Regions from separate parts of the Pan troglodytes genome. Here region 1 is linked to region 2. Evidence: chromatin contacts called from public HiChIP or PLAC-seq data. All regions are on one chromosome and are shown on one strand. The core of a region is the stretch at or near the end of the contact, and the rest is flanking DNA. Distances in the headings are between cores, read along the strand shown. Region 1 holds the start of BCL10 (BCL10 immune signaling adaptor). Region 2 holds the start of CCN1 (cellular communication network factor 1).

What was found. HiChIP or PLAC-seq counts read pairs in DNA pulled down with a chosen protein or histone mark.
Region 1: a contact with region 2 is called in an H3K4me3 HiChIP or PLAC-seq map of stem cell-derived excitatory neurons, with 2.9 times the contacts expected there. The contact joins the promoter of BCL10 here to the promoter of CCN1 in region 2. A contact is called at or near these places in 1 of 7 Hi-C or Micro-C datasets (stem cell-derived neural progenitor cells) and 1 of 1 datasets of contacts at active chromatin or transcription factors (stem cell-derived excitatory neurons).

Annotation. Positions count from the first base shown.
Region 1 is chr1:145,793,445-145,797,027 of NHGRI_mPanTro3-v2.0_pri, forward strand. BCL10 (BCL10 immune signaling adaptor) reads left to right here and starts at 1,878. Exons shown (of 3, transcript XM_513526.8): 1 at 1,878-2,326. The coding sequence starts at 2,270.
Region 2 is chr1:145,488,963-145,492,497 of NHGRI_mPanTro3-v2.0_pri, forward strand. It overlaps CCN1 (cellular communication network factor 1), which reads right to left and starts at 1,752. Exons shown (of 5, transcript NM_001098553.1): 1 at 1,466-1,752; 2 at 935-1,148; 3 at 228-584; 4 at 1-96. The coding sequence starts at 1,528.

The DNA of each region.
Region 1 (3,583 bases), core at 628-3,127, 300 kb after region 2:
CTCTACTAAAAGTACAAAAATTAGCTGGGCGTGGTGGCGTGTGCCTGTAGTCCCAGCTACTCAGGAGGCTGAAGCAGGAGAATCGCTCGAACCCGGGAGGCAGAAGTTGCAGTAAGCTGAGATGGTGCCATTGCACTCCAGCCTGGGCAACAGAGTGAGGCTCCATCTCAAAAAAATAAATTAATTAATTATTTTTTTAAAATAACTTAGATATAGCCGGGTGTGGTGGCATGCGCCTGTAATCCCAGCTACTGGGGAGGCTGAGGCAGCAGAATCACTTGAACCTGGGAGGAGGAGGTTGCAGTGAGCAGAGATCGTGCCACTGCACTCCAGCCTGCATGAGAGAGCGAGATTCTGTCTCCAAATAAATAAATAAATAAACTTAGATAAAATTTTTCAAGTGCCTACCTCATCTGCCCCAAACACACATAAACTAAAATATAAATTCCATGAGGAAAGAGATTTTTATTGGTTTTGTTCACAGCTGTTTTCCTAGCACCTAGAACAGTGTCTGGCACATAGTGGACATTCAAAAAACATTTGTCAAATGAAAGGATTCATCCTAAAGTTAAGGATGGTTAAGTAAATCGGATGGAAGACGATGAAAAATTAAGCAATTAGAAAAAAACTGTCCATGTATAATGTGTCAACATGGAAACAGGACATAATGTAAACATCAGAATCCCTGTGCTGTGATTCTGGTTTTTGTGGCTCTGGTTACATTGTTTTTTTGTGTGTGTGTGTGTGTTTTTCGCTTTCCCGTTTCTTAAACATTGGCGTTCCCAAGTTTCTCCTTGGTCCTCCTGTCATTTTTATCTACTCTCGTAGCTTCAAATACCATCTAGTTTATAGTTTATTTAGCATGTTGTCCAAGCGATCGTCTTGGGCCCAGGGCTCTACCTGTAGCTTTTCATCCACACTTCTCAGGTTGCTTCTTACACAGCGCCATAGTAGTTACAATACGGTCTGGGGATAGTCGTCTCTTCATCAGTCTCCCCCTATAAAATGGAGGACTCATAGTATAAGTTGCCTAGAACATATTAGTAAGGACTCAATAAATGTTTGAGTAGGATGAGCTGGGTGGCTCATGCCTGTAGTCCCTGCACTTTGGGAAGCCGAGGAGGGTGGATGGCTTGAGCCCAGGAGTTTGAGACCAGCCTGGGCAACATGGCGAAACTCCATCTCTATAAAAAATACAAAAAAATTAGCTGGACTCCCAGCTGCTTGGTGGCTGAGGTGGAAGGATCGCCTGAGCCCTGGAGGTGGAAGCTGCAGTGAGCCGAGATCGCACCACTGCACTCCAGCCTGGGCGACAGAGTGAGATCCTGTCTCAATAAATAAATAAATAAATAAATAAATAATCAGTTGAGTGCATACTGTGTGCCAACTACCTTTAAGAACTTTACATATGATCCCGGCAGCCCTAAAAGGTAAGCATATCTGTCTCCATTACACAGATTAACTAATAAGGAAAAACTATGTTTATAATGAACAGTGACCAAAAAGTATGCAAACGTTAAATTAAGTGTTAAAGTGGTGGGATTGTAGGTGGTTTCTTTTTTTCTTTAAAAAATTTGTTTAGTATTGTAGTTAGGCTGTTTGTGTGTATGCATGTGTATGTGTGTATGAGTGCGTTTGTGTGTGACCAAAACAGTAACTGGCAAACATAACAACAGGAAATTGTAGGGCAGGGTCTGGGAAAAGGGGAGGAACCCAAGGTACTGACAAGCCCATACCGGACTCCCCCGAAGTGAGCAGGCAGCAAAGGCTGAGAGTGCCAGCTGCCTGGGCACTGACGGACCCCACCCACGGAAACGATGCCTTATGAGGAAGCTAACCCGGGCCACTTACCGACGACCTGCGCAGGCGTGGCTTGAGGAAACGCCCGCTGTGGGCGGAGCCACCCGAAAGGCTCCGGTCGGGGCGGGAACAGGATCGGCCCGCGGGCTGGCGACGATAGGCTGCCGCAGAGACAGGGCGGGCTCTGCTAAGGGACGCGCCTCGCCGTGGGGCGGTGCCTGCGCCTGAGCCTCTACGAGAGGGAGGGAACGCTGCTCCGAGCTCCGCGTCGACCTCAGAGGCGGGGCCGGAAGCGCTACGGTTTGACCCCCGAGTCCCTCTGTTCCCGAAGGGGCGGCCGTCTTTCTCCCGACCCGCTCCGCCTCCTCTCCTTCTTCCCCATTACCCAGAGGCCGAAGCCCCCAGCCAGGGCGGGGCGGCGCAGCCCGAGCTCCCGGACCCGGAAGAAGCGCCATCTCCCGCCTCCACCATGGAGCCCACCGCACCGTCCCTCACCGAGGAGGACCTCACTGAAGTGAAGAAAGACGTGAGTAACGCAGCTGTGCCCAGGGCGGGCGGGGGCGGGCTGCAGCCCAGCGGGAGAGGAAAGCGGAAGCCTGGAGTCCGAGGACAAGGAGGATCCTCCAGGTCGGAGGAGCGGAAAGTCCTAGCACAGGAAGACTGTGGCGAGCCCTGCATCCGAGGGACCTTGGTGGCAGTGATCCTCCAGTGATCTGTCAATCCAGGTTTTACATCGCTAAACGCAGAGCTTGGGCTTTGTTGCCAAGTGGAGTTTTGATTCTTGCCCACTCCTCACTCATCTCCTCATGCTTTCCCCCTAACTGGGTTCTTGGAGATGCTTCGTTAGGGACTGGCGGCTCAGATTCATCCTTAAGTCAGGCTGCCTAGGCTGCTCACTCAGCCTAGGGCGAAGGCTGTACCAAGTAAAGGATCCCAAGCAGTGGACCAAAAATGTGAAGCTCTTTTGCATAGGGGGCTTGAGGAAGCTCAACAGCTGAAAGCACAACCTGGAATTCCCCTAGTAAGCAGACGCCCACATATTTAAATTGGGGTTGGGGGAGTGAATACACGTAGCTGAGAATTAATGTACAGGTAAACGTCGAAAATATTCAGCAGCTAAATTATGCTCTTCTCGGATAGTGCAGAACCACATAAACCTTCATATTTATTTGTAACGAATGGCTTTGTTGAGATATGACATTCTTTTTCCTTTGCGTTTACTTGTTTTGTCAGATGAGACCTATATGAGTATCACTAAAATACTTTATCTGAAGTCAAGTGAAAAACAGAAACTCAACATGAAACGTGTTCTTATTGAACACTGCAGTACTTTTACAAAGTCATTTTGATGAACTGGACAGGATGGCAACTTTTTAAATGTTCATCCACTTCAAATCCCTTCCTCTTCCCTGTAAGGTTTATTACACTGTACTCACAATTGGTGTGACTCACCAGCAGAAGGAAACTGGATATGACTGGGAGTTGTGCTTAGTTTCCTCATTCAACAGAGATTTATGGAGCACTTGCTATATGGAAAGCACTGGCCTTGGGTCTGGAAGGATACAAAAAAATGAAGATCAGTTTCCTGCTTTACATTCTAGTTGAGATAAGAATGGAACATAAATAACTACTGTAGAATAAATGTTGTCTTATTCATGGTGAGTGCCAGTAAAACTTTGAACTTCCAAGAGCTAGGCCTCCTATGTTCCAGATGCTGTGTCACACAGTTTACAATGTTCCCACTTAACCTTCGCAACAGCCTCTAAAGAAGATAATTGCCATT
Region 2 (3,535 bases), core at 502-3,001:
CACAGGTCTTTGAGCACTGGGACCATGAAGTTGTTTGAACAATACATTTCTGGCCTTGTAAAGGGTTGTATAGGATGCGAGGCTCCATTCCAAAAACTAGAGACAAATAAGAGGGAAGACTTCTCAGAGGCATACCGACACAAACAGGCTCAAGTACTCATTTCTACAAAGATTTAGACCAGAAATGCATCTCAGTACAGTGTCTGAAGTGCTCAGTCTCCACTTACCAGGGAGCCGCTTCAGTGAGCTGCCTTTTCCAACTGCAATCAATTCGTTGTTTCTCGTCAACTCCACCTCGGAGGCATCGAATCCCAGCTCCTTGCCAAGGAGGCCGTCCTGGTCCTCCATGGGGTCCTTGATACTATCCTCGTCACAGACCCACTCCTCGCAGCACTGCCCGCTAACTTTGACCAGCCGAGGGTTGGGACAGCCCAAGTTGGGGAGAGATAGTTCTTGGGGACACAGAGGAATGCAGCCCACGGCGCCATCAATACATGTGCACTGATGTTTACAGTTGGGCTGGAAACTTTCCCCGTTTTGGTAGATTCTGGAGTTATATTCACAGGGTCTGCCCTCTGACTGAGCTGCAAAGATCACCAAAAGAGAAAGGTAGAAGGGGATAAAGTTAAGATTCCAAACCACCGCCTGAAACTCATACATATTTTCTGCTGTTAAATTCAATTTATGGTAAAGTTCCCTACAATTCCCCGGAGACTCCAGACCAGAACAATAAGTTAGTCAGGAATCACTTTTCCGTATGCGCTTTCGTTGGGCCCAGACACACTGAATTGCATTCCAGACTGCTGAAATCATGTGCCTTTCTGCCAAGCTACCAACAACAAAGCATCACCATACATGGTCTCAGAATTACTAAACTTCTGGACTATGGGGACTAGTATTTTTTTTTAAAGGGGCCAAACCACAAGCATCTTACCTCTGCAGATCCCCTTCAGAGCGGTGGAGCTGGCGCCGAAGTTGCATTCCAGCCCCTTGGTGTGGTCGCAGGGCTGCGTTTTGCTGCAGTCCTCGTTGAGCTGCTTGGCGCAGACCTTACAGCAGCCGCAGCCGTCCCGGACCAGCCCGACTCCCGGCGCGCACTTGGGCGCCTCCAGGGGGCAGTGGCAGGCAGCGGGGCAGGTGGAGAGCGCCTGGAAGGGGGAGAAGATACGCGTGAGACTCGGCGCGGTGCGCAGGAGGGGCGCCGCGGCTGCCGCAGGGAGGGACGGGGGTCTCCGACCCTGTCGACGGGGAGCCTCTGATCTCGTCCAGCCCGGCCACCTCGGAAGGCTGCTCCCACCAAGAGGTCCCGACACGTCTTCGGTGGGAGGGGGAGAGTGCTTAAAGAAACGGCTACCCGCAAACGATCGCGAACTTTTTAACTTTTCCTGCCGTGGGCAATCTGGGACCAGGGGAAGGGGCTGGAGAGCGGACGGGGAATAGGTGGCAAAAGGAGAGTCCAACTCACCAGCCTGGTCAAGTGGAGAAGGGTGACGACTAAGGCGAGCGCCCTGGCGATGCGGGAGCTCATTGTGGCGCGCAGGAGTAGCCCGGGGCGAGCGCGGCGACGAAGACGCCAACAAGCTGGTGTGCAGCGGACAGGCCGTGCGCAGCGGGGTCGGGGTGGCGGCGCGGTGGGCCCGGTGGGCAGGGAGGCGAGGGCTGGGCGGCGGGCGGGCGTCTTTCGCTCGAGGTCCCGGCGGAGAAGGCGCGGAGGGCGCGGGCGCTGCTCGGGGGCGCTCTCGCTCGCGGTCTGCCCAGGCGCCCCGGAGCCCGCCTTTTATACGGGCCGGCGGAGGCGCCGCGTGTTGCAGTGACGTCGGCTCTGTCTGCGCGTTCCAGAATTCTCAAACATCTCAGGAATGCTGGTTGGCGCGGGCTGCTGCCAAGCGCCTCCCCTGGCTCCATTGCACCTTTGTGTGTGTGTGTGTGTGTCTCTGTGTGTGTGTGTGTCTGTGTGTGTCTGTGTGTGTGTGTCTGTCTCCCAGACCCGTCAAGAAAACAGTTCGGTGTGTGTGTGTGTGTGTGTGTGTGTGTGTGTGTGTGTGTGTCCCAGACCCGTCAAGAAAACAGTTCGTTTTTTCCACCTTAAATTACGACTTATGTTGGGAAGGGTTCTTTGGGGCGTGATGGTGGTGATGGTAGTTGGAGGGTCGTGAGGGGCGAGGGGGGCCAGTTCAGAACTTTGCCTGGACTGGGTGGGTGGGAGGACCTGAGAGGGAGGAACAAAAGTCGTTTTGTTTGGTGATGCGAGTTGACCGGGCAGCCACTGAAGCCCTCACCCGGGAAGGCAGTGAGCTGTTTGCTTGTTTACAGCGAAGGTGAGAGGCAAGTTATCTGTTGAAAGAGTAGAACGGGGAAGAGGAGTGTGTCTCTGAGCCAGGAATATTTGTGGACTTCAAAGAGGCGTGTTCGGAACAAGTCCCAAAGTTTTGGCATGATGTTTATTAGCAAAGTTCAGTGAATTGCAAATTAATACCCACAGTGGCATTTATGAATGAAAAGGCGGGGGGGGGGGCGGGGGGAAACTTCCCCATCGTCTGGCAAATTCCCAGGCAGAGGTCTCCCCCACTCCTCCAGCCCTTCCCTCTTTTGGGTATGTTGTACTTGTTTGTTGTTGGAGGTTCCCACTTTAGTTCCAGCCCACTGCCTGGGTTGGAAGTCCGAGAGGAAACGAACGCGGGGAGTTCTCCGGCAGGCTGACTTATACTTCCTCACGGATGCAGGAGACGGGGTAAGCCCTTCCCGCCTCCCTCCGCGGGCAGGAGGCTATGCTAACCAAGCAGCCAGCCAGAAGTGCAGGGGACCACCGTGGAGTGGCCTGAAATCATCACCTGCAAAGACCGCAAGGTCAAACCAGATTCCAGGACCATTGTGCCCTATGAATCTCTGGGAAAAGCAGACTCCTTCAAGCTGGACGTTTTGTGGGGTTTTTAACTCCTTTCCTAGGGACCACTGGAAGCCTCCCATTTTAAATGAATTGCAATGCCCTTCTCTCCAAGTACAGCAAAGAGATTTAGGATGTAATATTTTGCAGTAAAAATGTCAGCAGATTTTAAGATCTTGTTCTACCTGCAACACACTCAGTAGAAGACTCCACCACAAGACAATTTACTTGAACATCACCAATACCATTAGTGTGATTGATAAACTTTCCCTGCAAGTTTCAAAAACTTTTTGCATAATTTTAATAAAAATTATCATGTGAGACTCATATGCTCTAGGATAACTACTTATCCTTTTTAATGTTTAAGGCTGTTCAGACTTCATAATTTAGCAGTCTTGCTTGAAAAGGCCCTTAGTGCTAATGCTGACTTTCCTGGTAAGCACAATGAGAATCTGTCAGGATGAAAACACACTCCAGTGAAGAGAACTCTTGCAGGAAGGAGTTCAGTTTCATTCATTCCAAAGTGCCCTTTCATAAATGGAAGCAGCATTTGCTAGAGGGAGTGGGATCTCTAAAGCTCTGTTGGAGGGTTAGGGGTGGGAGACTTTTCAAGACAATGGATTGTCAGGTGTTATGCAAATACAGTGAGGA